Linked DNA regions of Mus musculus: regions 1 and 2 are each linked to region 3. The links are chromatin contacts, called in public HiChIP or PLAC-seq and promoter capture Hi-C maps. All regions are on one chromosome and are shown on one strand. Each heading gives the region's core, a stretch centred on a gene start, on an enhancer-like site or on the middle of the called end of the contact. The rest is flanking DNA. Distances are from core to core; before and after follow the strand shown.

The links. Promoter capture Hi-C pulls out the DNA fragments that hold promoters and counts their contacts. HiChIP or PLAC-seq counts read pairs in DNA pulled down with a chosen protein or histone mark.
Region 1: a promoter capture Hi-C map of neural stem cells shows a contact between it and region 3. The contact joins the enhancer-like site here to the promoter of Ccp110 in region 3. A contact is called at or near these places in 1 of 39 promoter capture datasets (neural stem cells), 1 of 484 Hi-C or Micro-C datasets (bone marrow-derived macrophages), 5 of 115 datasets of contacts at active chromatin or transcription factors (bone marrow-derived macrophages, craniofacial prominence, embryonic stem cells and 1 more) and 3 of 9 other capture datasets (adipose tissue, liver and pancreatic islet).
Region 2: a contact with region 3 is called in an H3K4me3 HiChIP or PLAC-seq map of bone marrow-derived macrophages, with 4 times the contacts expected there. The contact joins the enhancer-like site here to the promoter of Ccp110 in region 3. A contact is called at or near these places in 15 of 39 promoter capture datasets (the 3T3-L1 cell line, 3T3-L1-derived adipocytes, the C10 cell line and 10 more), 1 of 484 Hi-C or Micro-C datasets (CD8 T cells), 1 of 115 datasets of contacts at active chromatin or transcription factors (bone marrow-derived macrophages) and 2 of 9 other capture datasets (adipose tissue and pancreatic islet).

The regions. Positions count from the first base shown.
Region 1 is chr7:118,974,757-118,978,647 of GRCm38.p6, reverse strand. Gprc5b (G protein-coupled receptor, family C, group 5, member B) reads left to right here. Exons shown (of 4, transcript NM_022420.2): 3 at 1,978-2,135; 4 at 3,445-3,891. The coding sequence ends at 3,489. Among named protein-coding and RNA genes, the nearest start is that of Gm39076, 8.4 kb to the left of the region's middle. Within about 2 kb of position 1,862, at least 121 of the 459 cell types and tissues checked have an H3K27ac peak or open chromatin away from gene starts, as enhancers often do. A contact at or near this core is called in adipose tissue, craniofacial prominence, epiblast stem cells and 1 more, where this site is marked.
Region 2 is chr7:118,220,967-118,225,076 of GRCm38.p6, reverse strand. All of the region lies in intron 1 of Smg1 (SMG1 homolog, phosphatidylinositol 3-kinase-related kinase (C. elegans)), which reads left to right. Among named protein-coding and RNA genes, the nearest start is that of Smg1, 21 kb to the left of the region's middle. Within about 2 kb of position 1,781, at least 3 of the 459 cell types and tissues checked have an H3K27ac peak or open chromatin away from gene starts, as enhancers often do. A contact at or near this core is called in bone marrow-derived macrophages, where this site is marked.
Region 3 is chr7:118,710,809-118,714,507 of GRCm38.p6, reverse strand. It overlaps Ccp110 (centriolar coiled coil protein 110), which reads right to left and starts at 1,965. Exons shown (of 15, transcript NM_001360794.1): 1 at 1,760-1,965; 2 at 260-402.

The DNA.
Region 1 (3,891 bases), core at 613-3,112, 260 kb before region 3:
TGCGTCTGTCTTGCAGTTCTTTGGTCCAGACCATGATGAGCCTGTCCCTAATGCCACTTAACACATCTTGCTTCGACATACCCAACTGTAATGACTAACAGCAGAGCATATGGAACTGGTGTGGTGGTTAGGAGCAGCCTGTCTCTGCCAGGCTTCCAGTGTGGACTCTGCTAGCTGTGTGACCTTGGCCTTAGTACTTAACCTTTAGCTCTCGGAAAAAAAGAAAAAGCATCTGTGATGCTATGAAAACTAACCCTCTATATGCGATTTACTCAAGACCTAGCTCTAAGGTCATTCTGACTCTTCCCTCGTAGTGGGCTGCACAGTGCCCAAGACGTCTCCCTGTATTCCCTCAGAGACATCTCCCTGTATTCCCTCAGAGACGTCTCCCTGTATTCCCTCAGAGAAGACTTTTAGCTAAAAGCCTTTCTTTAGCCCAGCAACATTAGTGCTTCCTCCAGTGAAACTGCAGGTTAACTGTCATCTGACAGTGAAGATCGCCATTCGCCTGATGAGATGCTGAGGGTGGAGCCTAAAGCCTCAGGGATGCTAGGCTAAAGCTCTGCCAGGGAGCCAAAGACCAGATTTTAATTTGACTGCATCATTTTGGTGGGTTTTGACAAAAGCAGTGTGACCTGTATCCACCTTGAAGTATCACACAGAACAGTTTCATCATCCTGAAATGCTCCCCTTGCCCCAGGCAGCACCCAACCACCACTAACAGCCTTCACCTTCTGGATTCTAGTTTGGCGTGATGCGAGAAGCCCTCATAGGCTGGCTCCTGTCACTCAGAAACACGTACTTGAATTTTCTACGTTGTTTCAAGTTGGTTTTTCTTTATTTAAAAAGAAACTTAATCTCTTAAAAGTACAGAAACCGAGGCCTGGGGAGACAGCTCAGTTGGTAAAGTGCTTGTTGTTCAAGCATGAGGACCGGCGTTTTATCCCCAGAACCAGTGTGATGCTCACTTGTGAGTCTGGAGCTGGGAGGCAGAGACTGGTGGGTCCCTGAGATTCCCTGTCCAGCCAGCCTAGGCAGTGAGGCACCGTCTAGAACCAAGGGAGGGGCTGCAGAGCTGTTAAGAGGATTGATGTTCTTCTGAGGATCTGAGTTCGTTCCCAGTATCCACATCGGGCAGCTTGGCAGCTCCAACACCCTTTTTTGGCTTCTGCATCTGCGCGTGCGCACACACACTCTCAGAGAGACAGAGACAATAGACACACACAGACAGACATGCGGGCGGATAGGTGTGCACACACACACACCATGACACAGAGTACACTAAATAGCTCCATGTGGACCCCAACATTTGGCATGCAGCAACAGGAGGACCAGGAATCTAACTAGGGCCAGTGTGGCCGACCTTAGATGGTGTCTTTAAAAGGACAGTAACTCAGAACACCTGTGCCTACGTTCAGAGGTAGAGTGTTCACCCATTTGGCCATCATTGCTTCGGACCTTCTATTACTCTTTTGGGAATAACCCAAACAAGAGAGTAATTTTCCAGTGTTGACAGTCACTGTCCTGTACATGCAGTCGCCAGCTCTGCAGCATCCAGAAATAGTGGTGGCTTTTGACTGATATGGTAAATACAGACCTGTACTGTTCTACAGTGAGGTAAAGACTCTTATCCAAAGAGTCCTGACAGCCCAGAGGTGACTGTCACCCAGCCTGGCTGTAGCTGTTTGGGGAGAGCAGGACTTCAGAAAGTTCCCAACCCTTCTGAAGCTGGATCAGTCTCCTAGAGAACTGAGAACAAAGCCCCTTTGTGACTTTTGTTTTGAATCAGGCTTGTGACAAAGGGGAGGAGCCACTGTGGTGGGTGGATAGAGGTACCCAGAGGGGAGGAGCTGGTTGCTTCAGAAAAACAAAATTCTCTTCCTTCCTCTCTCCCTCCCCCTTATCCCTCTGTTCCCCTCCCCCATCCTCTCCCCCACACTCTCACTGGTGTTGTCATCCCGGGAACTCCGTCCTCAGCTCTCCGATCAGCAGTGGGCTTTTCCAATGGAAGCTTGGAGCAAAGATCTAGCAGCCTGGGAAAGAAGCCCAGCAGCTTGGGAAACCGGCCCAGTGCACCGTTCAGAAGCAATGTGTATCAGCCGACCGAGATGGCCGTCGTGCTCAATGGAGGGACTGTAAGTATCAAAATCTGATGTCTGGGCAGGAGGCCTGAGCGCGTCCGTCCCGTGTGGGGCAGCTTCAGCTGGGTACACCTGGAGGCTGCTTCTCTGGGCTGCTCACTGCAGCTCCATGCATGCACGCCTTCCATTTTTTGTCTGTCCCCCTTGTCATAAGGAAAACTCACCCATACTCAGAAAGCCATCTATAGATGCCTACCTACTGCTCGAGGCTCTTCACCTGATGAATTTTCCTCCATAAGCACAGCTCCCCCAACCCTGTCCCAGAAAGGTGACTCTAAGGAAAAGATTTCTGTGAGGGTGCTCTCAGCCTTGCTAACATCCATCAGGAGGCTCAAGCCCCCTGGTCCCTACTCCATCCAGAACCTACCCCCACCACCACCACCAAGCTGGGTACCAGGTCCCCCTTCCCTAAGGGAAGTTGAAGTTGAGTCCCTCACACACCAAAGCAGCTGTACTTATCTGTCGCCAAACAGGCCTGCAGCAGAAAGTGTTACCTTTGGCTTTTTGCCTCCGTTGGAATGACTTTGCTTCATTCCAGCAAAATCCAAAGAGGCTCTCATTCCTACATCCACCTTCCAGACATAGCTCTGTGCTTCTCAGAAACAATGCATGAGCCGGTTCACATGTACACATTTGATTTTCATTCTTTATTTTGTGCCAATTCCATAAATCAATCTGGCTTTTTTTTTTTTTTTAATAGACCATCAGGGATGGTCTTTGATCCCTGGAGGAAAGGAAGGGAATTTTGGTTTTTCTGCCCTGTGAAGGAAGGCCCTGCTAGGCTCTGATTCACTTTGCTTTGATCAAGCTATAAGACAAATAGAAACAAACAAGCTATAAGACAAATAGAAACACAGATTTGTGTTCTTAAATCTTCCTATCACCTCCTGGGCTGTTTCTTTGTCCTGGGGCCAAGAAAAGCCTGACTTGACTTGTGACCACTGATCTCCAGAGGGGTCAGCCCATGTGCCGTAATCAACACAGCCTGTCCGTCATTCCTAAGTCCTCCTGGTTCCTTCAAGGCCAGTGTAGGGAAGAGGACAGAGGCCTGACCAAGTGATGCTCTAGGGACTCAGGGTGAAGCTCAGTGTTAGGACACATGCCTAGCCTGCCCAAGGGGTCCCCCTCTCTTCAAAGTACTGAGTTTCTGAGCGAGTTGGATGTCCCGTCAGGTGGGGGACATGACCCTCCAGTACATTTCTGGGAGGACACAGCCCCCCACAGGCAGGAATAGGGAGATTGACGCATCAGTTCCTAACGATGACTTTGCAGAGTTCTCAGTCCTGTCCTTATGTAATTCCAGATCCCAACTGCTCCGCCATCTCACACGGGAAGACACCATTGGTGAAAGACCTTAAGTTCCAGAGAATAAGAATATTTCTTACCGATTTTATTCCCTGGCTGTGTCTTTCTTGAGGGCGAAATCACTAACCATGGCAGAGACAGGCCACCCGGAAGCCAGGAGATCTGAGAAGTCCCACCAAGGGGATTTCGTGTAAATGTGACATATGGATGAACTGGAAAGCTAACAGTGACCGCCCTCCCCTCCCCTGCCACACATGCAAACACGGAATCGTCCTGCAAACTAAATCAGAGCTAACTGCCAATAGTCTTAGACTCACTCAGAAGCGTGGCTGGGAAACTGAGTCATTCAGCAGGGGGCAGGACAGAGAAGAAGTCACAGCTGCTGTACCAGACTATCTTGGCTTATTATGTGAGGGGTTGGAGCCAGCCTGTCACCCCCACCCTC
Region 2 (4,110 bases), core at 532-3,031, 490 kb after region 3:
ACATACAGTTAGTAAGAACTGAGGGAAAAACCATTAGGCCTTCTAAACTGCACAAATGATGGCTTCTAAGGAAACATGAGAAACTAACTTTGGCAAAGGAAAGTTGAATGAGGCTTGGGAAGATAATGAGAAAGGCTGAGGGAGCAAGGGCTGAGGACAATACTGTTTTGGCAGGCAGAAACTAAATTCTGTCTAGACACCAAAAAGTTAAAACTTGAGATCATAGATAAGTTAACTTGGAAAGGAACATATACAGGATGATGATGATGAGAGAGTGACATTAGTTTTGTGCCTTAGAATTATTTTTTGCATTGTGTAGAAGAGACGAGGGTGGTGGTGGTGGAGCTGAGTATTGGAGATGAGATATGTAGTTTGACAGATCATATAGTGCCTTTTATTAGAATACACCTGAAGGTGGCACTGTTTATTCTGTGGGCAGATACTGGGAACAAAGGAGTCAGTTCTGTTTGAGGTCTTAGAACATTGAGAGTTTTTGTTTGTTTGTTTGTTTGTTTGTTTTATTTTTGAGTTAAGGTTTTACTATATTGCCCAGACTGGATCTAGCTTTTGAGTTCAGGTTAGCTTCTTGCATCTGTTTCCCAAGTAGCTGGATTGCAGATGTGTTCCTGTGTCTAGCTTGAGAAGGTGGAATACACAGGCCTGATACTCAGAATGGATATATAGTGAGACCTACATGTGCAAGTTGATGATATGCAGATGATACTTTGTCAGCAAGGATTAATGTCAGCAAAGGTTAAAGAGAGTACAAATCAGGTGGCTTCCCAGAGAGTTTAAGGCTAGGCCTTTAAGAGTCTGCAAGGATTGGTGGTTTGGCAAAAGAGCCTGTGAGAGGATCAGGAGAATCAATTGTTCCATTCCCTCAAGATGTGAGTGTAAGTATTGTTTTATGAATTAAAAAAAATTAACTTATGTGTATGTGTGTGTGTTTTCATGATTGTTATAGTGCCTATAGAGGCCCAAAAAGGGTATTGGGTCTCTTGGAGCTGGAGTTTCAGGTGATTCTGAGCTGTCAGATACAGATGTTGGAACCCAAACTTTAGTCCTTTGGAAAAACAGCACAGTAATTCTTAAACATAGCTAAGCTGTTTCTCCAACCCATAATATAAGGATATTTAAAAGAGGGAGTTTTCAATTTTTTTTTCTATCTCATTTTTCAGGCAAAACTCACAACTCTACTTGTAGTCCTGTGAGAGCCCGAGAGAGTGAGTAGATTTCAGACTTGAAAGTAGATCTTGGATTTAGCAACCTGGAGGGCAGAGGCATGAGCAGAAATCACATCAGGTAGGAGTTGAGAAGCTGGAAGGGGTGAAGAAATGGGTGAGGGGAATGCAGACACTTGAATAGGTTGGCCACAGGGAGCATTGTGAGTGTGTGTGTACTCATATCTTTTAAATGAAAGACATTAACTTAGGAAATTTCACATATTTAGGAAATTTAGCTGTGTTGGGAAGAGAAGTAAAGTAAGTAAGTACCTGAAAAATGGAGAGGAATTAGAGGAGCTGGAGATGCAGGATTGAGTGTAGATTTGTTACCATATACCTCTTCTTGGCAAAGGTTGGAGTCTATGGGTTGGAGATAGGATGTTTTGGAATCAGAAGAGAATGGGAAGGTCTGAGTAGTTTGTTGGCAGTGTTATGCTTCTGAGTGAGTAGATGATCATTGGATTTATTTGGGGTTGTGGTTTTGCCATCTTAGTGTAAAGAAAATCATAAGCAAGATTAAGGAACTCTGCAAGGCTATTATGTCACAGTCTAAATTGGTTGCAGGATGAAGTAAGTAAAGAGGTTGTTTGGACTATATTGAATTACAGAGCCATTGTATCTACAGCCACTTTAAAGAATCAAACCAAACAAGACACCAGGCAGAGCAGCATTGAGAGAACATTTGGAAACTGAAAAATGGATATGGGGCTTTAGCTAAAAGAGTGAAATGAAGTCAGACATGGTGGTGCATGTCTTTAATTTTAGCACTTGGAGGCACAGGCAGGCAGATCTCTCTGAGTTTGAGGCCAGCCTAGTCTATCTAAGTTCTAGGACAGAGATTCTGTCTTTAAATACACACACACACACACACACACACACACACACACACACACACACAGAGCTCTCTGTGGCCAACCTATCCAAGATGTCTGCATTCCCCTCACCCATTTCTTCATCCCTTTCAGCTTCTCAACTCCTACCTGATGTGTCTGTCTGTCTGTCTGTCTGTCTGTCTCTCTCTCTCTCTCTCTCACACACACACACACACACAGGGAGGGAGGGAGGGAGAGGGCAGGGAGAGGGAGAAGTGTACTGAAAGGCAGCCCTTAGAGGTGAGTGGGGTGAATGTTTTTCTTTTTCTTTTTTTAAACAGATTTATTTGTCTGTCTATCAATCAATCAATCAATCAATCAATCAATCATATGTAAGTGCACTGTAGCTGTCTTCTGACACACCAGAAGAGGGCATCAGATCTCACTACAAATGGTTGTAAGCCACCACATGGTTGCTGGGATTTGAACTCAGTGCTTTTAACCACTGAGCCATCTCTCCAGCCTCAGGGTGAATGTTTCAGTGATCTGAAAAGTAAGGTGAAGTTTTTAGGAACTTGGCTTTGAAGAATCTGGACGGGCTGGAGAGATGGCTCAGTGGTTAAGAGCACTGACTGCTCTTCCGGAGGTCCAGAGTTCAGTTCCCAGCAACCACATGGTGGCTCACAACCATCTGTAATGGGATCTCATGCCCTCTTCTGGTGAGTCTGTAGACAGCTACAGTGTACTCATTTATATACATACATACATATATATATATATGTGTGTGTGTGTGTGTGTGTGTGTGTGTATATATATATAATATATATATATATATATATATATATATATATATATATATATATATATATAATCTTTAAAAAAAAGAATCTGGACAATAACTGATGAGATGGAATGTGCAAGACAGGGTCTCATGTGACCTAGTCTGCTCTTCAAATTGCTATGTAGGTGAGGCTGTCCTTCAATTCTTGATCCTCCTACCTCCACCTCCTAAGAGCTAGGATTCCATATGTGACCCTTACTAGATATTTAGAAGGAAAGGAATCCAGTTACTTGTACAGGAGTGTTGTTCATGTGCTCTTGCAGGTATTGTGAGAGTAGTTAAGTGGAAGAGTCTGGCCTACAGAAGGGAAAAGTGTTTGGGAGACAGGTGAAACTTAGGGTCTAGGTGACTTCTCTAGGAAAGAGCTTTATTTATCTAATGAAGATAGAAAAGGCTACATGGAGGTGAATTTGGATTTACAGGGAGAAAGTTTGTAGTCACTAGTACAACTGGGAACCTCAGTCACCCAACCCATAAAATGCAATTAAGAGGGTTGTGGTAAAGATGGAATGCAATGGTAGATGTTACTCTACTCACTGCCGTGGTAGACATTTGACAAAAGCAGCTCAAGGGAAGAAGGATTTATTTTGGCCCATGGTTTCAGAGTGTCTCAGTCCATCATGGCAGGTATGGTGGCCAAAGTAGAAGAGTGTGATAGGAAGGAGTCAGGGACCCAAGGACCTGCCTTCAACGAACCACTTTTTTTTTTCTTTTTTTTCTTTTGGTTTTGATTTTTTGAGACAGGGTTTCTCTGTGTAGCCCTGGCTGTCCTGGAACTCACTCTGTAGACCAGGTTGGCCTCGAACTCAGAAATCAGCCTGCCTCTGCCTCCTAAGCGCTGGGATTAAAGGTGTGCGCCACCACTGCCCAGCAACAACCCACTTATGGTGAATTCCTAAAGCAGTGGTTCTCAACGTTCCTAGTGCTGAAACCCTTTAATACAGTTCTTCATTTTGTAGTGACTCCCAACCATAAATTATTTTTGTTGCTACTTCATAAGAGTACTTTTGCTACTATTATGAGTTGTAATGTAAGTATCTGTGTTTTCCAGTGGTCTTAGGTGTGCCCTGTGAAAGAGTTGTTTGACCTTCAAGAGAGTTTCACCCATAGGTTGAGAATGCCTGTTCAAAAAGTCCTAAAATCTCCCAAAATAGGACTACCTGATGGGGACAATGCATTTCAAACATGATCATGTGTGTGTGTGTGTGTGTCAGATGTGAACCTTTAATTAGGC
Region 3 (3,699 bases), core at 716-3,215:
GATGTCCCATTGTTGCAGAGAGCTATCCACTTCCCTTGAGTGGTCCCCCACACACTGCAAAGCTACAGTAACAGAGTAACGTACAGCGGGACAATGAATTGGACATTCAAGCTCCAGTGCTCATGTGAGACTGGAGAACGCTCCAGAAGATCCAGCGCATGACTGGACCTTCCTAACCTTCAGTTTCAGCCCATCCTAATTCCCCTACCTCAATCACTAGCACATCACCTTGATGTTTCCCAGCTTCCAGAGTACTTACCACTATCTGAAATGATCTCGTTTATTTCCTGGGGTTTTGTGTATCTTCTTCCACCAAAACGTAAACTCCATAAGAACAGGTACCTTCTCAGTCTTGCTCACTGGTTCGCCATGACACACAATGGTGTCAGCACGTGGTAGGCACTTCAGACAATTATTGAATAAATTAATTAGGGCAAATAGATCAAGCAATGTAAAGCAAGACTAGCAGAATGAAGAGAATTCTGAGAATGGCAACTTGGAGAACAACCCTATTCCCAGAGAACTAGGTACCTCTCAATTGCAAAAGTAGTCATTAAAAAGAGAGTCCGGGATTCTACAATTGTGCAAGAGGGCACTACATTTCTCACACCAGTTACCACTTGCAAGCAAGGTTTATTTTAAGGGAGTCTTGATGACAAGGTGATCCCAACCTCAAACCTACCACCCCATACTTTAGCATCAGGCATTACTGGTCCATGGTCCACTTACATTCACACCAGCCTCAGCAGGTCCAGGCATGCCTTTTCTACTCCATTTCTACCTAATTACAAGTGACCTTTGTCCAGGAAGTCTCTTGGCAAACCCTATAGCCTCATGGCTCCTATCTACTTATTCATAACCTGTACTCAGAAATGTCACTGAAAGGAAAGGCGAAGGTAACACAGCTTCCAAGGCTGGCTGCTTACCACTAAGTTTTTCCACAAACACATAAACTTCCTACAGAGTCTGTAAAGGGAGAAAGATATGCTGTTTAAGGACATACTAGCTGTTCGTACATTCATGGTAGGCTAATATCCCTGGACCCCACCATCTATAAAGTGGGGCTCTGTCTCAAGGCGATTTTATGAGAAAACAATGAGCTAAGGCACAGACAGCAATCGCAGGACTGTATGTAGGACAAATAGAAGCATCAGTAAGTGGAAGCTGCTTCCAAACGGAGGATATAATGGTGTTTTTATCACCTCCGTGTGAACTCTTGGAGAAGAGACAATTTTTGGTTCTTCCTGAGACTCAAATGTGACTTGAAAACATGAGAAAGGGCTTTCTCATCCAAATCCATCTCTTAAGGTAGGAACCACTTAACAGCATCATGGGTGTCTGAGAGAACCAGCTACATTATCCTGCAGATGCCCCAGAGTGGCAAAGCTGGTGTAAACAGCGCTCCTATGGGCCTTTGGTTGCGGTAACCAGTATTTAGAAATGGCCAGTGCACACCCCGGGGGACGCCTCCATCTCCTCCTACACTACCTCCGACACCAAACTGAAGTCACCATGAAGTGCCTACTCTTCAGCGCAGGATGCTTCACTGGGCGGAGCCAGCATCCAAGCATCCCCTCCAAGTCCCCCTGACCCCGGTCCTCAACTCCCGCCTCCCCATTCCCGATGCCTTCAAGGGCTCGTGACCGAGGGAAGCCAAACCGGGTCCGGAACGCCGGCCTTCTGTCCCTCGGGACACCAATGCCGGGTCTCACCTCAGCCTAGACCCGTAGGAAAACGAACCCAGTCCTCTTGCACACACCTGACACCTACTGCCCGGTCAGCTTCTCTGCCCGTGGACCAGCCTCCTCTGTAAGCAAAGGCCTCAGTCGGTTTAGACAGAGCGCATCTAGGTCCTCCGCCTTCTCCTCCTCCTCCTCCCCGCCATATTACGGGTCCCTCAGGCGGCAACGCGGGATCCTGGCAACCGCTGCCGCCGCCACCAGCTCAACTCCACCCCTCAGGGCCGGTACTTCCGGTGGCTGTTTGGCGGGCAGTTGAAGCGGTTGGGCCTCCATAGACTACAATTCCCAAAGTGCACTGCGGTCATCAGCAAGCGCTTACATGAGCTTTACGCAATCGAGATGCACGCTGGGAAGAGTAGTCTTCACTGCAAACTAAGGGCTTTGACTATAAATTACCATAGAAAGTCTCCTCAGGGCCTTAAACCCCAAAAGTGTTCCTGGGAAGTTGTCGGGTATTTTTGTTTGTCTGTCTGTCCGTCCGTCCGTCCGTCTGTCTGTCTGTATAGAGATAGTCTCCTGTTTGGTCGATGGAAAATGTACAACATTCACCCATGTTTTCCCTATAAATGAAAAATGTGGCTGAATCGCAGACACCAACTCAAGGCTTTAATATATTTGCACTTCTTTGCAGATCAGTTGCGGGGAATATACAGAGGAAAAGATAACTTCAAGTTGGCAAAAAAAAAAAATCCACCAATATTTTTTATCAGTTCTTACCTAAATTACTCACTAAGAGCTTTTTTGATTTAATGACACCATTTCCATTCTATAACTGGGCTTTGCCGTCCTCCTGGTGCTTATTTTTGTTTATGTATAGTGGGAATTTTAAAGAGCCTACCAAGAGTGGTTGTGAGGCATAACAGAGAAAACTCTTATACTGCACCTGGTACAAAAATCTCTAATAGGAGGAAAGGGTCATCTAGAGAGATGCTCAGTCACTAAAGCATTTGCCACTCAAGCATGAGGACCTGAGTTCAGAGCCTGAACACTCCCCTAAAAAGGCTCTGAGTCCTGGCTAAAAATTATAATTGCCAGTCCTGGGGATATAGAAATAGGAACTCCCTGGCGATCTCAGGCCGGCCATTCTAGCCAGTTTCAATGAGATCCTCAAAAATTAGGGTGGAAATTGACTGAAAAAGATACCCAACAGAGATGGATATCTCTGGTCTCCCTATACATATGTACATGTGTGTATATATATATATATATATATATATATATATATATATATATATATACACTCATGCCAAAAAATAAAAATAAAAAGGTAGGCTAAGAGCTGGAGGCAGAGGAATCATGGGATGATGGGTATCAAGAGGTGAGATCTGTCCCACTAGCACTATCCCAGTGAAACACTGGGACGCAGAGAATGGGCTCTCAGGCAAAGGCTTTAACAGAGGCAGTGCCTCAAGAAGGGTGGCATGAGGGGACCATGGTGTGAGGGACAAAGCTGACAGAGACAAGAGTGCCCCATAGCAGTGAGTGAGCCCTGAAATGGAGTCCAAGGTCCAGACATGTTCTGTTAATCTTGAGGACAATGTAATGTGGGGCTTTGGGGTGGGGGTTCCACTTATAACTTAATAATAAAGACTTGGAGACCTGTGTATAGTATAAGGATGTTGGCTTGTTTGCTGGGGCAGTCTCTCGGTTAGCACATCTAACTCAAGCCAAGTTCTCTGCTATTATAGTTCTCTGCTCTACTTCCATGTCTTTTGCCTCTGTCAGTCCTTCTACCCCAGCTCTTTATTATGCAAAAAGCCACACTAGAAACTAACGCAGTTGACATTGAAAAGGTCAAGGCTATGTGACCTTTGCCAAGGCATCTTGCCTTTTCTTTTTGAGCAGGTGGGGAAGGAACAAACATTTGCTTAACCTGCTCTGCAGGCACAGGGATTAAAAACTGAGAATACACCCGGCAGTGGTGGCGCATGCCTTTAATCCCAGCACTTGGGAGGCA